Linked DNA regions of Mus musculus: region 1 is linked to region 2. The links are chromatin contacts, called in public Hi-C maps. All regions are on one chromosome and are shown on one strand. The core of a region is the stretch at or near the end of the contact, and the rest is flanking DNA. Distances in the headings are between cores, read along the strand shown.

The links. Hi-C and Micro-C count contacts between places; a contact is called where the count stands out from the background.
Region 1: a contact with region 2 is called in a Hi-C map of B cells, with 5 read pairs. The contact joins the promoter of Prpf3 here to the promoter of Ubap2l in region 2.

Annotation. Positions count from the first base shown.
Region 1 is chr3:95,854,551-95,858,959 of GRCm38.p6, forward strand. It overlaps Prpf3 (pre-mRNA processing factor 3), which reads right to left and starts at 1,335. Exons shown (of 16, transcript NM_001316751.2): 1 at 1,199-1,335.
Region 2 is chr3:90,051,191-90,055,563 of GRCm38.p6, forward strand. Ubap2l (ubiquitin-associated protein 2-like) reads right to left here and starts at 1,325. Exons shown (of 28, transcript NM_001165984.1): 1 at 1,265-1,325. 4933434E20Rik (RIKEN cDNA 4933434E20 gene) reads left to right here and starts at 1,612. Exons shown (of 7, transcript NM_025762.3): 1 at 1,612-1,929; 2 at 2,318-2,419. The coding sequence starts at 1,864.

The DNA of each region.
Region 1 (4,409 bases), core at 85-2,584, 5.8 Mb after region 2:
CATACAAGCCTGTGATCCCAGCACAAGGGGAATCAGGAGTTCAAGTCCAGCCTTGGCTACAGAGTTCAACATCACCGGTGGCTACATGAGACCTTGTCATAAAAAAAAAAAAAAAAAAAAAAAGATGCAGTCTAATTAGCTCCTACATTCTTGACAGATTTCTCTCTCATAAGATCTGTCAATACACAGTATTTAATACATCTGAATGAATCTGGAAGGCTGTTTCTCAGTGACAACTTTTATGAATAATCCTGGGATAGCTTTTTTGGGCCATCATGAGATAGCAGTATACTGCCTATCAAAAAGAAAGCAACCACAGGCACTAAAAGTGGAGAAGAAAGCCCATTTAAGATAGAATATAGTAAGCACCACCATTCATAAGCCCTTAGGAAAGCAAGTTAATTCCCGAGAGCCTCAGTATACTTATCTTAGAAAATGAGACATCTGGTATAACACTCCATTCAATAAATACTTAAGTTACTATTTCTTGTCAAGCAGAATACTTACTGCATGTAAGGACACACACAGCAGTGAACAAAACAGCCAAGAATCCTCATGTTAATGGGACTTACAACCCACTACAATTGAATAATAGGCTAGAAAGTTTAAGCAATTTTCAAAATCCAGAGTAATAGGTGAAGCATATTAAGCATATTGGATGTAAGCTCAAGAAATATACTAACAAATGGATGTCTTCAAATTCGACCCGAATGTGCAAACGAAACAGTCAATGGATAAGAAAGTTTCAGTCAGTAGAGTTGTCACTAACCAGATGTTCAACTCTAATAGCGAGGGGGCGTCAGCGTCGGTGGGGGGCTGGGGGGTGGAGGGGAAGGGGAAGGGGAAGGGGAGGGAGGCAGAACGCTGTCTTCTGAATGAGCAGGTAGCAGAATCTCATCTTCCGAAGGGATTCCTTACTTTTCTACGCTACAAGCCCCTGGAACCCCATGCTCCGGTCTTTGCTATCTTCCCACCTGGCCCCGGCCCCACCGAGTCCGCGCTAACTCCTCACCTCAGGGCAGGTTTGCCCACCCTGCTGCTTCCCGCCCCCGCCCTTTGCCTTCAGCCAGCCCATTCTGACTTCTTCCCCGGACAGAACCAGGGAGTCCTCCCAGCCTGCTTCCCGCCGAGCACTCCCGCCCTGTCCAGCCGCTCGCACCGAAGGCTACAGCCTTTCGGGCGCGGGGCCACTACTCACCTCACAAACTTCAGCCCCTGAGACGGAGCCCGAACGTTACACCGGAACCGGAAACCTTCCGGTTGCCCTACGGCCCGCCGTCGCTACCGCCACACACCGCCACGCTGCGGTCCCTACGGCACGTGACTACGGAAGGCGGGGCCTCAGCTGCGCAGCCGCGGTATCAAGGTGCCGGCCGCGGGGCGCACGCGCCGCGGGATCCTAAAGCCTAGTCCGCGGGTTGTCCCGGAGCGATGCCAACGTTAGTTCGGGCATTATTTCCCGGAGCAGAAATCGGTTGGCATCACATTCCCTCGGGTCCAAAGAGTTAGTGCGCTAAGATTATCACTTAGAACTAAAAGCAAGGACGTCCACATTCGTACTCAAAGTGTCCTTTCTAGTTTAAAAAAAAAAAAATTGTGATCTCTAGCATTAGCTGCCCTCCCTTAACTTTGCCTCCCTAATTTAAAATCGATACCAGAGACCAGGCAACAAAAAAGAACAGATTCAGAGCTATCCCCTGGCTTCCCATTCGCCAATGAAACACCAAAACCTGCCTCACTTCCTAACCTCTAGGGATAACAGTATTCCAATTGCTAGCTCAGCCTCAGAAACCAGACTACTTTCTCGCTTGTCGCTTTCTGCCTTGCATGGCTCTTTACTAAGAAAACTACAAGATTTGCACTCCACTCTACTTCGGGTTTGTGCTCAAATTAGCCTTAGAGAAGCCTTTCTGGCCGCCCTATTTAATTTTGATACTTGACGCTCTAGAGTCCCACTTTTTTTTTCTTTTTTCTTTTTTTTTTCCTTATTGTACTTGTAGTATCATCTACCGTATTCATAAAAGTTAACTTAGGCTTTGTACTAGTCAGGGTTCTCTAGAGTCATAGAACTTATGGGTAGTCTCTGTATAGTAAGGGGATTTGTTGATGACTTACAGTCTGTAGTCCAAGTCCCAACAATGGGCAGCAGCAGCTATGAAAGGAAGTTCAAGGATCTAGCAGTTGCTCAGTCCCACAAGACAAGCAGGTGGAGAAGAGAGAGAGAATCTTCCTTCTTCCAATGTCCTTATGTAGGTCTCCAGCAGAAGGTGTGGCCCAGATGAAAGGTGTGTGCCACCAAGCCTTCAACTCAAAGATCCCCCAGTCTTAATTTTCTGGAATTTATAGCCACTATGCCTCAAGATCTCCGTGCCAAGATCCAGGTCAGAAATTGTATATCTCAGCCTCCAGATTAGGATCACAGGTGAGCCTTCCAATTCTGAATTGTAGTTCATTCCAAATATAGTCAAGTAGATAACCAGGAATAGCCACCACACGCTTAGTGCTTATACTTACAGTAACACTCATACAATTAAGTACTTAATAAATACTTGTCTACCATGGCAAGTTCCCCACTACACATCCCCCAAATAAAATGTAAAACTTTTTTTTTTTTTTTTTTTTTTTTTTTAAGGAATGGCAGTTCCTCTGGGAAAGGTGGGGGTAGTGGATAGAGGTTAGATAAGGGACATCAAATGCAGTTAGGTAAGAGAAAGTACTTCTGGGACTGGAGAGATGGCTCAGTGGTTAAGAGCACTGACTGCTCTTCCAGAGGTCCTGAGTTCAATTCCCAGCAACCACATAGTGGCTCTGTAATGGGATCTGATGCCCTCTTTTGGTGTGTCTGAAGACAGCTACAGTGTGCTCGTATAAATAAAATAAGTTTATCTTTAAAAAAAAAAAAAAGCCGGGCAGTGGTGAGAAACCCTGTCTCGAAAAACCAAAAAAAAAAAAAAAAAGAGAGAGAGAGAGAAAGTACTTCTGGTAGTCTATAGCATGTGCCACTATGCCCAACTTTAACTCATTTTTATGCTCATGAATATCCAATTTCCTGATACTATTATTTGCTTTGTTTGAGGCAGAGTCTCACGTAGCCCAGGCTGGCCTCAAACTCACTATGCAGATGATCTTGAACTCCTGATATTCTCACTTCCATCTCTTAAATTCTGAGATTACAGGCCTGAACCACCAAACCAAGCTCTCAGGCTGTCCTTTCCCTGTTTGAATAGTTTTGGCAGTTTTGGCAAAACTCAGATGAAGGCCTGCTCTGTAGGTAGAGGTGTTTTACAACGGCACCAGTTTGCTTCCAGGATCCCCTAAGGCAGCAGGAGAAAATTGACTCCTTGGAGTTGTTTTCAGGATTCCACAGGCACATAAACACAGAAGACCAGAACTTGGGATTCAGCTCAGTAGTATAGTACTTGTCTAGCATGCTTCAGACCCTGGGTCTGATGTCAGCACTGCAATAACATCAACTATCTGACATATATGAGTTTACTTTGTACTCTTCTATCCATCCACATCTGCCCCTATCAAAACATCTATATTTCCTTTATTCCTCTCGTAACCCCTTTGAAGAAGAGACTTCTATTTCCCCCTCCCTTCTCCTGTTGGAGATGATGTTTTCTTCAGATTGTCTCTGAATTCCTGGGCTTAGGTAATCTTCATTCTTTAGCATGAGCAGTTAGGACTAAATGTGTGTGTGTGGTGTGTGTGTGTGTGTGTGTGTGTGTGTGTGTGTGTGTGTGTGTGCTCTCTCGAGTGTGCATGCATGCCACCGTGAATACTTAGGACTAAGCTTGGGTGTCACTGTGCCTCGCTCTTTTTGTCATTTCCTCATGATGGAAACAATTCAGAAAAAAAAAATATGGAGGAATCACAGGCAGTGGAAGGCTAACACTATTTTAAATTCACTTGGTTAAATACTGAAAATAAAACTGGCTCCTTGTGCTGGAGAGGTGGCTTAGTGGGTAAGAGCACTGACTGCTCTTCTGAAGGTCCTGAGTTCAAATCCCAGCAACCACATGGTGGCTCACAACCATCCATAATGAGATCTGATGCCCTCTTCTGGTGTGTCTGAAGACAGCTACAGTGTACTTACATATAATGAATAAATCTTTAAGCTTTTACTGCCAGCACTGGCAAATAGAGGATCTCTGTGAGACCCTGTTTCAACTGCAAAACTGGAATACATTAATGAGAACATACTTATGGGGCAGGGAATCCATTTTATTCTTGAGAACTTTCCAGTATGATTATCAAGGACCTCTTTTGTCAGGAGATTCTTGTGAAAACTGAGATTGGAAAATCACCAAGAACATGTATTTGTCTAAAAATGGTACTGAGACAGCAGCCTCAAATTCTGAGTTCTCGAGCTATAGCCTAGCACAGACCTCTCCCACTTTATTCAC
Region 2 (4,373 bases), core at 75-2,574:
CATCCAAATATTTTAATCTCTAATGCTGGTTGTCAAACTGACTCATACCCCCCTCCCAGCAAGACACAGCAGATATCCCCAACGCAGAATATGGGAGGTGGAGACAAAAAATAATCTCTCCATTTAGTAGTCAGTGAGTCAAAGGCAAAAACAAATTTAACAAAATCGCCTTTAACTGTTTTTTCTTTCCACAACAACCTACACCAGAGGTTGCTAAATTTTAAGAATCGTGGAAAACAGTCTCTTGTTTGTGACATCACTTTGCAAAACAATTTAGGGGCTGTCCACCAGGTGAAGGGTCTCAAGAAATTTGGAATTCCATTCCCATTATGAGAAAAATGAACAAATGCCCAGTCTAGTGACATCCCTTAGGCGCAACACAATCCACGGGGGCCTCCATGTCCAGCTTCCCAAATAAGATAACTGCTTGGGTAGCCAAAACTACAGTATAGACAACAGGAAGTCAAAGACTGCAGCGAAAATATATTCCACGACCAGGGTCGGTAAGAAAGAAGGCAGGGTAATAAGAGGAGCTGACAAAGAGGCTGGAAATGAACAGAGAGGACAGAAGCCCACGCGCGGAGGATGGGAGACTCACCCCCCTCCGCGCCACATCTAGAGCCCATGGGGCCATTCGCTTCTCTACCTCCCACCCGGAACAAATTAATCCTCCGCACTCCAAACCGAGGGCCACATGGGGGAGTTTGGGGCAGCTCCACCCCATCGCCACCCCCCCTCCGCCCCCAAAACCAGGCCGGATCCGGATCAGAGGCCCAGAGAGGACTGGGGAGGGAGGAGGCCTTCTCCACAAGACACTGACCCTCCTAAACAACCCTACCTCAGGCTGGGCCCAGGCCTCGCTCGCCCGCGCTCTTTCTCGCTCTCCCCCTTCAGGCTCTAGCCACATGCCCCCCCCCTCCGGCTGCCCCAAGCCCCGCCCCGGCCACGCTCCCAAATCGAGGCCCCGGCTCTGGCGCGGCCCAGTAGGCCGCGAACCCAACTATAAACAAAACCCCCGGCGGCCAATTCGAGGTGGGGAGGTTGGACGCCCGGGTTCCCAAGACCAGAAGGGAGGGTGTACAGTGGGGAGACACACGGCGTGGGGGGGGCCTACCGCGGGACAGGAATACGGAGGGGACAGAGGAAAAGAAGGGAGGGTAAAAAGGGGATCGCGGATTTAAAGGGGCCGCGGACAATACCCGGCCCCGCCGCGTTGCCGCTGCCGCCGCCGCCGCCGCCAACGCCGCTGCGCTCCCAACTTTACCTCAGTCTCCTCCACACTGACACCCCGGGCCGCGCCGCCCCTGTCACGTGATATAAGATTCCCTCCTCCCCACCCCCTCCCTCCTTTTCCCTCTCGCGCTCGCTCTCGCGCCTTCCCCCTCCCACTTGCCTTCCTGCGTCCCTCAGCACGTGACGCGAAAGGGCCGCGCACGTCAGCGTGCGCGCGCCTCCCCGCCACGAAACACTGCTCTTGAGTTCCGCGCGCCCGCCCCGCCCCCGCCCCGCCCCGCACGGATCCGCCTCCATCACGTGACTCCAGTAAGGTCTCGGCTTCCTCTTACTGGCGTAGTTCCGCGTCTCCGCACTCCCAGGTACCTTTGCGGACATAAGTCACGTGGCGGAGGGGGTGGGGGTGGGGAAATGGGACGGGAAGGTCCGATGCTTAACTAGCGCCCCCATCCACCATGTTTTCTGACGGACTCTAGCCTGGTTTTTTTTTTTTTTTTTTTTTTAATCGAAAACCATATGGAAATGTTCGGAGAGCTCCAGGGAACCTAGGTTCCCTGGCTTCGGCAGAGCCTGGGCTAACGCGCGAGCGCGGCGGGACTGTCCTAGCAGGTGTTCCCGGAGAGAGAGGCGATGGCGTCTAGTAGTAACTGGCTTTCTGGAGTGAATGTCGTGCTGGTGATGGCGTACGGGAGCCTGGTGAGATCCCCATTCTCTTCCTCTTGTGGCATTTGTCTGAGTCCCGACCCTCTGAGCCGGACTCCTGAAAAGAAGGCTCCTGAGCCGTTCTGTCTTTGTTCTTCAGCCACTTAACTTGTTTTGTTTCTGGACTTCCGAATTGTATCCGTAGACAGTCTGAGATCTTTAAGTCAAAGCTGCCTGGCTCTAAGTAAGAACCCTCCCTCTTAAATTCTAGAGCCCAGATTAACATGCCTCTCCGTTACTAGCCCCTGACCCACCTCCGTCCTTAGCGACCCGGCTTCGCCCCAAAGCATCCAGCTCTGAAGGCCTAAACCCAGGGATTTTGAAAGTGAACATTTTAAAAAATTATTGCTATTACTAAAATGGCTCTAATCTCTTTGGGCAGGTATTCGTACTGCTGTTTATTTTTGTGAAGAGACAAATCATGCGCTTTGCAATGAAATCTAGAAGGGGACCTCATGTTCCTGTAGGACACAATGCCCCCAAGGTAGGTCACTAGAATGCAAGGTAAACCTGTTCTTTGGCACAAGGAGATTTTTCTCGGACTTTAAAAGAAGACTTTTATTCATATGCTTCCTTTCATTCCACAGTCTAAGCAATAACTTCCTGCTCACTGCTGCTCCACAACATGTACCTTAAGATTTAAACCAATTCAGCTGTAAAATGTCTCATCTTCAACTAAAATTACTAAATATTTCATGTTGCTTTAGTTTAAGCATGATGCTGAGAACACTTACAGTTGGTTCCAGCGTTGTGAGAATGGTTGCCTTTGCAGAATTTTAAAGATGCCCATTGTGCTTGCTTAGAATGCAGACGACTGGGTTTAATCCTTGACACTGCTGAAAGCAAGGGGCGGGGCAATAATCACCTAGTTATACTTTTCAAGTCAAACCTAAAGCCAAAGAAAGAAATTACCTAACAACTTTTTAATGTTGTTATTGTTCTTTGTTTTGTATTTTGAGACATACTGAACACCCAATTGTAACCCAATAACTCTCACCACGGAACCTCAAAGCAGCCCTCCTGCAAGGACAGTACAAGTAATGAGATTACCAAGATAATGTGCCACATCAGACTGCGTCCACAAATTAAATAATCGTGCTGGGCTTGGTAGAGCATACCTTTAATCCCAGCACTCAGGCAGAGACAGGTGGATCTCTGAGGCCAACCAAGTCTACAGAGCTAGTTCAGGACAGCCAGGGCAATGTAGAAAAACCTTGACATGAAAAACCAAAAAAAGAATAGTAAAAGTAAATAATCTAGTAGTGTCTAAACTTTCTCCTTAAGTGCTTTGCTTTTCTTGGCTTTAAGAAAAATGTCTTCTGGGCTGGCGAGATGGCTCAGCGGGCAAGAGCATTGACTGCTCTTTCGAAGGTCCTGAGTTCAAATCCCAGAAACCACATGGTGGCTCACAACCACCCATAATGAGATCCGATGCCCTCTTCTTGTGCATCTAAAGTCAGCTACAGTGTTCTTATGTATAATAATAAATGAGTCTTTGGGCCAGAACAAGCAGGGACTGAGCAAGTGGGGCCAACCAGAGCGAGCAGAGGTCCTAAAAATTTAATTCCCAACAACCACATGAAGGCTCACAACCTTCATAATTTTGTATGTACTCACATACATAAAACAAATAAATAAATCTTTAAAAAAAAAAGAAAAGAAAAAGAAAAATGTTTTCTAATGGAACTTTGTCTATTGAGAAACCTGTTGGTATATATAACTACCATCTGACATTAAAACTCAGGTTTCAAGGCTGGGAAGTTGGGCATATTTCTTTAATCCCAGCACTCAGGAGGCAAAGGCAGGAGAATCTGTAATTTTGAGGCCAGCCTAATCTACAGAGTGATCTCTAGGACAGTCAGGACTCTACAAAGAAAACTTGTCTGGAAAAAAAAAAACAAAGACCCTTAAGTTTCAAATAGCCATCTCAAACCTAGTATACTTAAGTCAGAAATCCTTTGTGTATATGTGTACACTTATGTGTAAGTAGGTATGCATGCATGTGTGTGCCATATGTGGAAGCCATACTGTGGCATAGTCCATTTTCTTCAGTTGCTCTCCACCTTAATTTTAGAGTCAGGGTCTTCACTAAGCTTGGGTTTTGCCAATTTCACTATACTGCCTGGCCTCCTGTCCCCATCTCCTTTGAAATCTTTTTGTTGGTGGCTGGTGTTTTTCCAACTGGATCTCCTGTATCTTTGGCTAGAGCTGGATTTGTAGGTAACCCTGGCATTGCACTGGCCCTCCTGCTTTCGGTTCTGAAGTGCCAAGGTTATAAGCATGCACTGACACTCGTGGTTTATGTGGTGCTGGAGCCTGATCCCAGGAACGTGGTGTGTGCTAGACAATTGCTCTGACAACTGAGATAGCATCCCCTGTTGTAAGTCAGAATCCTTACATCCCATTGCCATCTCCGTCATGCTTTTCCTTTTAATAAG